2 separate regions of the Mus musculus genome follow, and region 1 is linked to region 2. A link is a contact called in public HiChIP or PLAC-seq data. All regions are on one chromosome and are shown on one strand. The core of a region is the stretch at or near the end of the contact, and the rest is flanking DNA. Distances in the headings are between cores, read along the strand shown. Region 1 overlaps Plekha6 (pleckstrin homology domain containing, family A member 6). Region 2 overlaps Gm51648 (a long non-coding RNA gene).

Region 1 (6,689 bases), core at 2,126-4,625, 90 kb after region 2:
AGGCTCTGTCCAGACCTCCCTCCTGTGCTTGGATCCAGTTAATCATACTTGGTGCTTGCTTGCATGCAGATGAATCATTCCAGTCTCGGTCCTCACTGTCACGTGACCCCCTTTCTGCGCTGTGTTGTCATCTTTTCTGTCTTTTACAAGGACTGCTGCTATTGGTTCTAAGTCAGCCTGATTCAGAATGGTGTCATGCTTCCAAATAAGATCATATTTGCAGGCACCAGGGGTCAGAATAAATTCAACATATCTTTCTGGAACCATTGTTCAGGCTATCCACAGAAGGAATATTTCGAGCACAGGCTGAAATGAGAAAGCTAGTGGGTTGGTGAGCACCTACCTGGCAGAGCCTTGTTTCTCCACTACAGCAAGAGCGCCCCAAGAGTGCTGTGTTCTCTGGAGAGGGCAAGGTGAAAATGAGTGTCGAGGAGCAGATGGACCGGATGAGGCGGCATCAGAGCGGTTCCATGAAGGAAAAGCGGAGGAGCCTACAGCTCCCAGCCAGCCCAGCCCCTGAGCCCAGCACCCGGCCTGCCTACAAAGTGGTAATGTCCTCGCAGCTGCCCAGAGGCCCGGGCTCTGCCCTCTGTCCACACAACTTCCCTCAGCCCATGGGCACATGGGACCAGGGAGCTGGAAGACTGAGGGTGACCTAGCAGGGCTCCTGGGATACACCACTGCTAGAGGTGCTTCAGCCTGTGTTTCCTATTTATGCTTGATGAAAGTAATGCCAAATGAATGACAAATGTGTTTGCTGAAATGAAGTATTCAAAAAGTCACTTGTGTTAAGAGCACTTGCTGCTCTTGCAGAGGACTCTTGGCACCCACATCAGATGGTTCATGATTGCCTGTAATTCTAGCTGCAAGAGAGCCAGCACCCTCTTCTGGACTCAGCAGACACTCACATACACATACTTTATGTCAATGTGCACACACACACACACACACATATATACTTAAAAAGGAAAAATTAGATTTAAAAAAATAGTGCAAAATCCACCACATGAAAAGAGTCATCACTTTTACGTGATTCTGACGTGCCTTCTATGTGCTGAGCATTGGCCTGGGTCCCCTGAAGACAGTCATGGTAGCTCCTGGGTCCCCTGAAGACAGCCATAGTAGCTCTCCTAGCAGTGCTGTCCAGGGAATCATCATATTCCTTCATTTAACCCCATCAGTGTTGGCAATGATTTCAAATGTATCACCCATTTTATAGCTAGGGAAATAGAATCAAGAGAAACCAGGAGCTTCCTGGGCCACACCCCTGTAAGAACAGAGGTGGGTGGAGCCAAGGTATCTGTTTAACTTTTCTTTATAGTAGTAGGTTCCAGAAACAGAGAAGAAACAAGATGCAAATTCTACCTTCGTATGGCTTTGCTTGAGTTGATAGGTCAGACCTTCCATAGAATGAAACTATCAGAAATCAATATGGGACACATGGCTTCCACTGCCCATGGGTGCAGTACAGGCTGTGAGCACTGAGAGGAGACACTGATGAGGTCCTGTCTCTGGGCCTTGCTGTAGGCAGGTGTAGGGAAGCAGAGGGAAAGGAGGGTGGCTCTGTAGTGCAGGCTACGAGGGAGCCTGGTCAAGGATGCTGGTCAGGGCAAGGATACAGGGATAGTAAGGATGCTGGTCAGGGCGCATACACAGGAATAGTAGGAACTGCCTGGAGGGAGATGTGGGTAGAAGTGACTTGGTCATGACAGTGCTGTCCCCCAGGTGCGCCGTCACCGCAGCATCCATGAAGTAGACATCTCCAACCTGGAGGCAGCCCTGAGAGCCGAGGAACCTGGTGGTCAGGCATATGAGACACCACGGGAGGAGATCGCGAGGCTCCGCAAGATGGAGCTGGAGCCTCAGCACTACGATGTGGACATCAGTAAGGAGGTGAGTGGGTCCGGGAGGGGCCGTGGCAGGAGGATGGCCTGAATGGGAGGATGCAGGCGGTGACCTTAGACTCTCCACAGCTCTCTACTCCAGACAAAGTCCTCATCCCTGAACGGTACATTGACCTGGAACCTGACACTCCCTTGAGCCCGGAGGAGTTGAAGGAGAAGCAGAAGAAGGTGGAGAGGATCAAGACGCTCATTGCCAAATCCAGGTAATAGGCCTAGGCGAGCCAGCCACTCCACTGCCCTCCCTGTACCCAGGTTCCTTGGGCACTAGGTATCTCGGAGGCACCTTGCCTCCCCAGGGTAGAGAAAATAAAAGCAGTGGCCAGAGGCAGCAGACTATACCCAGACATCTGGCAGAAATGAGGATGCTGGTCTGGTCCCTAGAAAGACCTGCTGGGCTTGTGCACAAACCAGAGGGTGCCTCTCTGCTCATCCTCCGCCCCTTCAAGGCTGCCCCACATGTTCACTTGAACCTTTGAAAATTCATTTGAGAACATTGAGGGTAGGGGTCCTAACAGTCTTGCCAGGGTCTCCCTCACTCCTAGGGACAGCCTTGCTGGGCACCAGAGGCTGCACACTCAAAGGCCCCTGGCCCTCCCCACCAACCTCAGCGCAGGCCTCCCCAAGCCAATTGGACCATGCTGTCCCTCCCTCCATGTCTGTGTGTCTGTGCCTCTTCAGTATGCAGAACGTGGTGCCCATCGGCGAGGGGGACTCTGTGGACGTGCCCCAGGACTCAGAGAGCCAGCTGCAGGAGCAGGAGAAGCGGATTGAAATCTCCTGTGCCCTGGCGACCGAGGCCTCCCGCAGGGGCCGCATGCTGTCTGGTGAGAGGGGCTGGGCCTCGCTCCGCCAGGGACACCAGCTGACCAGGTGTAGGGGAGGAAGTGCAGCATTGCCAGGGGGGCAGGCTCAGGAGAGACGCCAGGCCAAGGAGGTGGTTCATAGGGTCAGACCGAGCATTCACTAAGCACTGGGTTTGTGCTAGGCTCAGTACGAAGGGGCCAGAGTGGCCGACCTCCAGGGGCTTAGCTGTCATGATGCTCACAGCCACTTTATAGAGGACTGGTCAGAGGCGGCAGGGAACTTGGGGCCATGTGCCTCTGGAAAGTCACAGAGAAGGCAATGGCACTTCCTTAGGAAGCATAATCACACTTACCACCATGGCTGAGAGGACTAGGTGTTTAGGATTCCTTCTGCTTTTCTTCCTTGCTACATGCAAACAGAAGAATGGAAAGATGATCCCCCTCCTTCCCCTCCCCCCCAAAAAAGACAAGGCAGACAAGGACTTGAGAGCTATTTCATCTCTATCTTGGCTGCTGATCCAACTTAACTTTCCTAAGAAGAGACCTGCTAGGAAGAGGAAGTGACTTCACACTGACACAAAGGTCCCAATTAGATACCATAGAGGTGAAGTCACTGGACTGACTTCCACAGGCTAGAGTAGCCTCCTGGAGGAGGGGAATGTGGCCCGGCTTTCAATGAAGGGGAGTCTGTATGAATGGGAGGGGCAGATAAGGTCGTGGTTAGCTTCATCCACACATAATAGGACCATCTTCTTTTGTTTCGTTTTTGAGACAGGGTCTGGCTATGTAACTCAGCCTGGCCTAGAACCTTAGGTCTTCCTGCTTAAGCTTCTGAGTGCTGGGATTATTGGCACACACCACCACGCCCACAAAGTGTGGACTTTAGTGGCCACAGTTAGGAGGAATGATATGAAGTCGGCCGTGGCTTAAGGTGATGAGCAGAAGTGAGAGAGACCAGGTTACAGGCCACGGTTACGCTAGTCCTGACGAGGCAGGAGCAAGCAGATAAAGATGGAATCAGGAGGGATGGGGCTCCAAGCCTTCATTTCCTCAGTGGTAAAATTCAGAACACCTGCCTTCAGTTCAGATGGTGCAAGGGTCAGAAGCAGCCGAAGGCAGCCCCTCACCAAGTGCCTGGTGTTTAGTGCTGGGACAACGGTGATGCTGCGGTGCTCGGTAGAGATGCTTGAACCAGTAAGAGCTGAAGTTGAAACGAGACCCCTCTGTGCCGTTTCTAACTTGATATATGTACGTTACAACCAGAGGGCTGTCAGTCACAACAAAGAAAGTATCAGTTAAACCTCCAGGGAGAAGCTGATGTAATTAGGAACAATGAACTTCAGGATGGAGGGCTGGGGAGGCACTGGAGGTCGCAGGTGCTCCAGTGTCCGGCTCTGCACAGACAGGTGCTGAGAGCTATGAGGGGCCATCTCCTTTCCTGGAGCTAAGGCAGCAGAACCAGTTTAGCTGCAGAGTAGGATGCTGTCCTTACTTTTCAAAAGTAACTCGAACTGACATTGAACTTGAGTCAAATTCCACATGCTTTGAGCAAAAGGTACTTCCCATTTCAAGAGGGTAGCACATAGCATGCTTAAAAACTCCCCCTGCCCTGCCACGGATCTGGCTTTCTGCATTGTTACCCAACAGTCCAGGTTTCATGGAAACAAACCTCTGGGGCCTATCCGATTTCCCTTGACAATACACGGGCTTACATTTCAGGGTCTGTGTGCTGAAAGCAAATGGTCATCGTGCTATTGCCAAAACCTCCAACAATTCAAAAAATGGCTATGGGAGCACCAGACCTCAGCCCTAGCCCGCTGCCCCGCTATCCTTGGCCCATGGCCTGGAGGCCCTAGAGCAAGCACTACTCCTGGGCACATGGGTGTGGATTAGCAGCGTGGGCGTAGGTTCATACCCAGGACACTGGGAGGGAGAGTGGCTGGGCATAGGTCCCAAGAGCAGCAGGCTTGGCATGGGTGTGTGTGTCATGGACAACCTAATCAGTGAGTGCTCTGTTTGTAAGTCTGCCAAACTGCTGTGTGCAGATTCAGTGTATACCATATGAGACGATGCGATGCGGCATTTCTGAGTCTGTGTACCTGGCACAGATGTCATGTATCTGGCAATGTTCGCAGATGTGTATCTGTGTGTATTTAGATGATCTGTGTGGGAGAGAAAGGAATGTTTGAGGGGAAATGTGGGGATGCATCTGCGTGTGTGTGTGTGTGTGTGTGTGTGTGTGTGTGTGTGTGTGTATGCACATCCAGTATGCAGGTAGAGGTAACATCTAGGAATGTGCATATTTATATGTGGCTGGCTTTTCATGTGTCAGGAATGCCATGATCTATCCCGAATGTTGTGCGCAGTGTACACTCTGTAGCACTTGTAAACATATCTGTGCATAGGGGTGGGGTGAATGCACTCATAAATGTGTGTGGCTACTCACGCATGCAAATACTCACGCTTTGAAGTGCCACATCTGTCCAACATGTGCTTACCACACACTTGAACTTAACGCATTTTAGTGGGTATAGTCAATATATATTTCACGTGTCTGTTTCGTTAAAGAGATGATATTCACATAACTGTCGTCTTTTCCTTCCTCAGTTAATACTGTCAGTATCCCTATGCCCCTGACTTGTGTTGAAGGCATGAGCCCAGGAGCTGCTGTCCCTGTGTGACTCTCTCTGTATCTAAGTGTGGTCCCCTCCTGCTCATATGTCATCCTCACTTTTCATAAAGGCGCTGTGCTCTCTTCATTTGTGCCTTCTTAGAGCTATGCAGGGCCTTTCAATGCCCCCTCTGTCCCTTTTCCAGCCCCGGCTTTCTATTTCCAATCTGAGGCTCAGAACACCAACAGGTCAGCACTTGTTAGAACTCAGAATAACAGTGGCCGGATCCACAGAACTCTGTAGGTAGATGTTAGAACATTTTGGCTTCCCAGGGAGCCTCTTTGCTTTCTTGTCGGGGTTATTGACAGGTTTAGAATCTGAACATGACCCATGAGTAACACTTCTTCGGTAATATACACATGAATGTGTTGGGAAGCATTTGTGAGTGGTTTTGCCTATGAGATGACAGGTATGTTGGATCACATGGAAGTACCGAGGCTTGAAAGTGAACAAACACATATTTGAGTTGTGTAAGATGAGTGTACCCATGTGGTGCTGTCAGATCCCGGGCATAATAGCATTATATGAAGGAGACCTGAGCTCACAACCACTGGAAGCAACCTGGGCTATACACATCCTGGGGATATGCCCATAGCAACAACAGGAGCCTGTAGCAAGAGCAGGAGCCACATGGGCCCTGTTGCACAGAGCTCAGAGAAGGCGATGATGCCCATGCCAGGGTAGGAAGCAAGGAGTTGGAAGTTTAATGGCGCATCTTGGAGATGCGGCGTGACTCCTGGCCGAGGTCTGGTTCTTCTCCTAGCCCAAGTGGGGACGCTCTCTCTGCCATCCTTCTGCCTTGGCTATACCGAGGATGCGCAAGAGTCTGGTGTCCTCCTAGAGGACTCTCCTGTTACTGTCTTTCCCCTTTGCTGTTCTTCACATGAAATGATGATAATAAAGTAAAATCACGTCAGTCCAAACGTCACAGTTTTAAAGTTCAAAATGACTTCCCAAGTGTGGCCTGCAGGTCCTCTGCCGGATCGGTCGGAACAGGTTCTCACGTGATCGTGGGGAGGTTCATTCTGAGCCGCTAGTCCCGCCGAGACTTTATGCTAGTCAGGAAACTGTGTTCTCTGGAAAGGATTATCCTGCTGGCTGTCCTACCTCTCTGTTAAGTGGCGGCCCGATGCCGTGGACTGGTGTGATTTTATTGCACTATTAATCATTATCATGGGTGAAGCTGCCGTAGATGGTGTAAAGTGGCTGGGTCCCCCTTCGTTCTGTCTGCACAGGGTAGAATAAATAAGCCAGTGCGTGGACAGGAAGGGAGTCTTTATCCCAGAATGGGGTTCAGCCTGGAGCACCAT
Region 2 (6,362 bases), core at 915-3,414:
CAGATAAACCTTCTGTCAACTCCACAACACAGATCCTAGGTCCAGACTGTAAAAGTACAGAGCTTTTCTACACCCTCCCTTGTATCTGAATAATGACACAGAGACCTATTATATTTATTAATAAGCTTCAAGCACCAGAGCTGGGCAGATACTCATCTATTGTAACCCGACTATGCTGCCTACTACCCAGCCATGTGCCCCGTTACCAGCTGTCTAAGATAGGGTTTTACTGCTGGGAACAGACACCATGACCAAGGCAACTCTTATAAAGGACAACATTTAACTGGGGCTGGCTTACAGGTTCAGAGGTTCAGTCCATTATCATCATGGTGGGAGCATGGCAGCATCTAGGCAGGCGTGGTGCAGGAGGAGCTAAGAGATCTACATCTTCATCTGAAGGCTGCTAGTGGAAGATTAACTTTCAGGCAGCTAGGATGAGGGTCTTAAAGCCCACGCCCACAGTGACACACCCACTCCTACAGGGCCACACCTCCTAATAGTGCTACTCCCTGGACCAAGTATATACAAGCCATCATACCTGCCATCTTAGGCTTACCCTGGCTGCTCCTGTTCCATCTATGCCCTCATTGCGACTCTCATGGTGACCTTTTCTTCTCTCTGCTTTCCACCAGGGACAACCCCTCCCCACCCCCCCAACACACACTGGTATTGCCTGAACTCTCCTGCCCTGCTATTGGCTGATCAGTTCTTTATTAACCATTCTAGTGTGATGAGGAACAGTTTTCACACAACTTTGAGACAGGAGATGTTTCAAGAGTAATGACAATGACAGTGTCCAGACTGTATCCAGAACTCTGTAATCAGCATCTGAATACACAGTGCACAAAACCATTCCCCAACACCAGCCCACCCCTCCCTTTCCATTTTCCCTCACACTCTTCAGATCCTTCCCCATAGAGCTGGGGGGGGGGGGCGTGTCTCTGGGCAGAGTTCTGGAGTGAGCTTAGAGCTTGGGTGCCCTCTGGCTTGGTTTGCATTTGTCTAATCCTCATACAGTGGGGTACTGCCGAGCCTGACAGAAACCTGTGCCCTCCCTGCTGTGTGGGCAGGGCCTCTCATTTATGATAACGATACCCTGCGTTTATAGAGCGTCTTTGCTGTTAAGAGCCACAGCACTTTCTCTCTGTGCACGTTCCCATCCTTCTGAGGATGCAGACAGAAGGAAAGGGTCACAGTGACCTTGGGTCACTTTGAAGCATTCAGTGATTTGCCGGAGTCATGAAAGCATGAAGTGGCAGAGCCAGGATTTTCATTCCGGCATCAGGATAGTAGCTGGAGTGAGTTGCAAGGTTCCTTGACTCGCTGGCCACTGCCTCATCATCTAAGAGTTGGATCTGTGCCTGCTTGCCCTTGGCTTTGAGGAAGGTTGATTCACGGGGACCTTGGGCCCCATGGTCCCTGAAGATCATTGAGAGCAAGGAAGCAGGAGGCGGACGTAACCTAGAGGCAGGTCTGTGGTGGGTCATCTCGTGACTGCACAGCATGGCCATGCATATGGAACAAGCCCAGCGGTTGAATATTGTGGCAATGTGTCCCAAGAGGGCAGGCTCTGGGCCAGCTTCTTTGATTGGCTGTTGGGATCTGGGGTGGAGCATCTCCTGGCATTTTGCATCTTAGGAGCAGGTAGAGGAGGGCACTTGTGGCTCTGGCTAGAGTGGCCTGCTCCGCGCATGTGGGAAGTGGACTATTGGCAGCACGAGGTGGTTTTCACACACACATTTCCTGGTCGGTAAGGGCTGGGGATACCGGTCTGGGGCTGTTGGGGACCAGACAGGAGGCTGGCTGAGCTGGCTATTGCCTGGGTTACCTATTCCAGGGGCATCCTCTCCTTCCACCTCTCTCCATTCACTCCCTACTGCTGACACTATCTCCCTTTCTCTCTTTAGTCAATTATTTACTTAACAAATTTGAACTCCAGAACATGCCAGACAAGGCACACTTTTTCCTGATTCCTTCCTTCAAAGGACCCCGGCTACCCTCATGTTCTGCGTTTGCTCAGATTTGTGATTCCCTTCTCCCTCAGTCTCTAGCTTCGGAACCTTCTCCCCTCCCTTCGTTCCCGATCAGTAGCACCAGGAAGTGCTGAAGAGGGTGCAGCCTTCAGCGTGGGGGGTGTTTGTTCAAGGAGGGTTGGCGGGGCTTGGCTGTCTTGGCAGGGCGGGGCTGGAACACAGGCTTGAGTTCTTGGTTCTTGTGTGGCCTTGTCCTTCCCACACCTACCCTTCCTTCTATCCCCATGTCCCGCTGCTGTCCACTGATGGAGGCAGAGAGGCCGCAAAGCCCACCCAGCTGTTACAAGTGCTGCTTTGCTGAGAGGGCTTGCCTCAGGACCCTGGTTCAGAGGGAACTGCACCTGGGCCTGGTGATGCCCTCAGAGATGGCTGTTCCAGGGAAGGAAGGGCGGGACCTGTCTTCTGAAGATGACATGCCCAGGGGCTGCCAGTTTCTCTTAGGTGGTGCTGGCAGGACCAAGAGCTGTAGAGAACGAGGGTACAAGCTGTGACACACGCTTTTAATCCCAGCACTTGGGAGGCAGAGGCAGGGGGCTCTTCTCTACAAAGCAAATCCAGGACAGCTAGAGCTATACAGAGAGACTCTGTGGGGAGAGAGAGAGAGAGAGAGAGAGAGAGAGAGAGAGAGAGAGAGAGAGAGAGAACACGAGGATATAGTGCAATAGTTCTGCCAGAAAGGGAATAGCACCCTGGTTTTTTTTGTTTGTTTGTTTGTTTGTTTGTTTGTTTTGTAACAGGGTTTCTCTGTATAGCCCTGGCTGTCCTGGAACTCATCCTGTAGACCAGGCTGGCCTCGAACTTAGAAATCTGCCTGCCTCTACTTCCCAAGTGCTGGGATTAAAGGTGTGCACCACCACTGCCCGGCTAGCACCCTGGTTTCTTGCCCCATGTGTTCAGGTAGCTACAGAAAAGGTACCCCAGGCCAGAGCTAGAGACCTGGCCAGTTTCTAGGAGTTTGTTAAATCCTGGCCACAAGTTCACTTGATTTGCCATTTATTTTATCTATTTGGCTTTTGAGCTATGTTCTCCCATGGTCTAGGCTGGCCTGCAACTCTGTGTAGCAAAGGATGACATTGAACTCATGGAGGCATGGACCACCAAGTCTCACCAAGATGTCCAGGCTGCTCTTGAATTCACGTTTTAAATAGAAAAAAAAAAGTTGACTTTTATTTATCCATTGTGCGTGTGTTCACGAGTGCACACAAGGCACATATGGAGTCAGAGGATAGTTTGTGCGAGTCAGTTCTCTCCTTCCCAGAGTGGGCTCTGGATTCCAGGGATTGAACTCACGTTGCTGCAGGTGCCTTTAATCCGCTTAGTCATCTTGTCTCTCACCCCCTTGGACTCTTGGCCAGGAAGGCCATGGATTTATTATCCTCCTGTCCCAGCCTGGAATTACAGGCCTCTGCCACTGGGTTTAGCTTCTGATTTATATACTTAAATAAATTTATTTATTTGAGACAGAGCCTGGTGCTTATCAATTTAGCTAGGCTGGACAGCCAATGAGCTTGAGGGATCTAGTCCCTGACCCCACCCCCGACCCGACTCCTGCCACTGGAAGCCTTTTGAAGAGGTGCCTGGGACTCAAACTCAGGTCCTCAGGCTTGTATGACAGGACCTTTATTGACTGAGACATCTCTTACACCTGGTGATTTATATTAATTAATTTTTTTTTTTTTTGAGACAGGGTTTCTCTGTGTAGCCCTGTCTGTCCTGGAACTCTCTCTGTAGACCAGGCTGGCCTGGAACTCAGATATCTGCCTGCCTCTGCCTCCCAAGTGCTGGGATTAAAGGCGTGCGCCACCACTGCCCCGCTAATTTTTTTTTTTTTTAGAGATTTATTTATTATTGTAAATAGGTACACTGTAGCTGTCTTCATACACACCAGAAGACGATGTCAGATCTCATTATGGGTAGTTGTGAGCCACCATGTGGTTGATGGGATTTGAACTCAGTACCTTTGGAAGAGCAGTCAGAGCTCTTAACCACTGAGCCATCTCACCAGCCCAATTAATCCCCCCCCCCAATTTTGCATGCCATCCGAGTCAGTATTCTGTCTCTAGCCTTCTTCTGCTTACCCCTTTTTTTGTTTCGGAGAGCTATCTGGTTTACCACATACAGCTGTAGAGTGTTGTACTGCTGTGGCTTATCTTCCTGATGGAACTCTGTGTCTTCCTGTATTTTGCTTTTATAATGCCGCTTTTATGCTTCTTGTCTGTGTTGTCTTTAGAGCAAGGTTTAATCTAGGAGTGGCCATTCCTGGACTGCACATTTTTATTTATTTATTTATTTATTATTATATGTAAGTACACTGTAGCTGTCTTCAGACACACCAGAAGAGGGAGTCAGATCTTGTTACGGATGGTTGTGAGCCACCATGTGGTTGCTGGGATTTGAACTCTGGACCTTCGGAAGAGCAGTCGGGTGCTCTTACCCACTGAGCCATCTCACCAGCCCAATTAATTTTTTAAATGAAAACTTTTAAGCACGTGTAAGAGCAAAGTGGACGATGTCGTAACCCTCCTATGCCAAGGTTTGATCATTTGAAGTAGCTCACGGCTGGTCTTGCTTTCACCATTCCTAGTCCTTTTTTTCTGTCTTCTGATTATTTTGAAGAAAAACCTAGACAGCTGATTATTTCATCTCTAAAGGTGCTGACTCTTAGGAAAACATCAAAATATCTAAAATATCAAAATACCTAAACAGAGCTAACAAGTCTTACTAGTATTTGCATTTCTCTGTCCATCATATTTAAAAAATAGATCTTTCCTTTTGATTTGGCTCCAAATAAGGTCTGAATGTTGTGACAGCTGTCACGGCTCTCAGGTGACTCCTATCTGCGCTCTTTCCTGTGATGTGTTGCTGAAGGAACTAGGTTACCTGTTGCACAGCACTCTTCCTGTCCTGGGTTTGGGGAACCGAATCCCCAAACCCTCAGCACAGTATGTGACACACTCTGCTGTCTCTGTATCACCTGCAAAGGCAGCTAGAGGTAGGGCTTGATCAAGACCAAAGAGTCTTTTGGTGGCTTTACTTGGAGGAGTGGGGCGGGCAGGGTAAGACCCTCTCTCTCCTGTGTCTGCCCGCACTATCAGGACATGCTGTATCGCTTCTTTCTGTGGGATGTCAGAAGCCTTGGTGATCACTGCCTATGCCCATTCATTCATTACAGACTAATTGCCCATTAATTATTCCCTTTAATTAGACGTTGCTTCTTTGATTTCACAGTAAGTGATCACTTGCTTTAGAAAGAGGCCTCTTCCTCCGGGAGATGTTGTTGTAGGAGCTGAGACCAGACGGCAACAGGGTGGCTCATTCGCACCCATTCTGGCCTCTGCAGGTTGGGAAAGGGGAGAAGGCAGGGAGGTCAGTACTAGGTCCAAAGTCAGACCTGACCATCTTATGCCTTGCTCTTCAGACAGATTTCAAGTTGTGGTACTGGTGAAGGGCGGCAAAGCCTGAGACATTCTCAACAACTTCTTTCTTTTAGTTAGTTGTGAAATACAGCTCAGCTACATTTAATTAAATTAATGATTAGTCATGAGGTTCCCCTGGCTGTCCATAGCCTGTCCCTAGAGATTTCTGCTGCCTGTGACCTAATCTGCAGTTAATAAAGGATGCGTGCATGCATGTGCACATGCGCAAACACACACACATACAGAGGGAGAGGGGGAGGGGGAGGGGGAGAGGGGGAGGGGGGAGAGGGAGAGGGGAGAGGCTTGCTTCGGTGTAGCTTACTGTTAGAACATTTTCTTCTTCTTCTTTTTTTTTTTTTTTTGGTTTGGTTTTTCGAGACACTGTTTCTCTGTATAGCCCTGACTGTCCTGGAACTCACTTTGTAGACCAGGCTGGCCTCAAACTCAGAAATCCACCTGCCTCTGCCTCTCGAGTGCTGGGATTAAAGGTGTGTGCCACCATGCCCGGCTTAGACCTCTTTCTAATTACTTGGCCTTGGGCCAAAATTATAAATATTTGAGACGAGGTCTCACTATGTATCCTGGCTGGTCTTGAACTCACAGAGATCCACTCGTCTCTGCCTCCTGAGTACTGGAATTAAAAGGTGCGCGCCACCACACCCTGTTATTTTATGACTATTAAATAAGGAACTCAGCAAGGTGCAAGGGACAACGAAGGTAGCATAGCTATGCGTTCTCGATTGTTATGTAAATCTTCTCTTGGAAACTGATGCCTAACCAAGTGGTAGACAGGCAGCAGCTGGTTGTATGCTGTGGAGACTAGAGTCTATACCTTCTTTGCTTTGTGTCGGTCGCCAAGGAGGGCCATGCAGAACTCAGGAGCGATTTCTGTTCTTTTCCCATTGGCCATGCT

Evidence for each region. HiChIP or PLAC-seq counts read pairs in DNA pulled down with a chosen protein or histone mark.
Region 1: a contact with region 2 is called in an HNF4G HiChIP or PLAC-seq map of pancreatic cancer cells. The contact joins two enhancer-like sites. A contact is called at or near these places in 1 of 39 promoter capture datasets (embryonic stem cells), 1 of 15 datasets of contacts at CTCF or cohesin (liver), 9 of 484 Hi-C or Micro-C datasets (the G1E-ER4 cell line, LSK cells, the Patski cell line and 6 more), 7 of 115 datasets of contacts at active chromatin or transcription factors (embryonic basal ganglia, embryonic stem cells, extraembryonic endoderm stem cells and 2 more) and 3 of 9 other capture datasets (adipose tissue, liver and pancreatic islet).

The regions. Positions count from the first base shown.
Region 1 is chr1:133,291,981-133,298,669 of GRCm38.p6, forward strand. It overlaps Plekha6 (pleckstrin homology domain containing, family A member 6), which reads left to right. Exons shown (of 27, transcript NM_182930.2): 22 at 372-548; 23 at 1,726-1,893; 24 at 1,974-2,107; 25 at 2,583-2,728. Among named protein-coding and RNA genes, the nearest start is that of Golt1a, 14 kb to the right of the region's middle. Within about 2 kb of position 3,376, at least 54 of the 459 cell types and tissues checked have an H3K27ac peak or open chromatin away from gene starts, as enhancers often do. A contact at or near this core is called in pancreatic cancer cells, where this site is marked.
Region 2 is chr1:133,203,032-133,209,393 of GRCm38.p6, forward strand. Gm51648 (a long non-coding RNA gene) reads right to left here. Exons shown (of 3, transcript XR_003948006.1): 3 at 4,701-5,367. It also overlaps a transcript of Plekha6 not described here. Among named protein-coding and RNA genes, the nearest start is that of Gm51648, 8.0 kb to the right of the region's middle. Within about 2 kb of position 2,165, at least 26 of the 459 cell types and tissues checked have an H3K27ac peak or open chromatin away from gene starts, as enhancers often do. A contact at or near this core is called in pancreatic cancer cells, where this site is marked.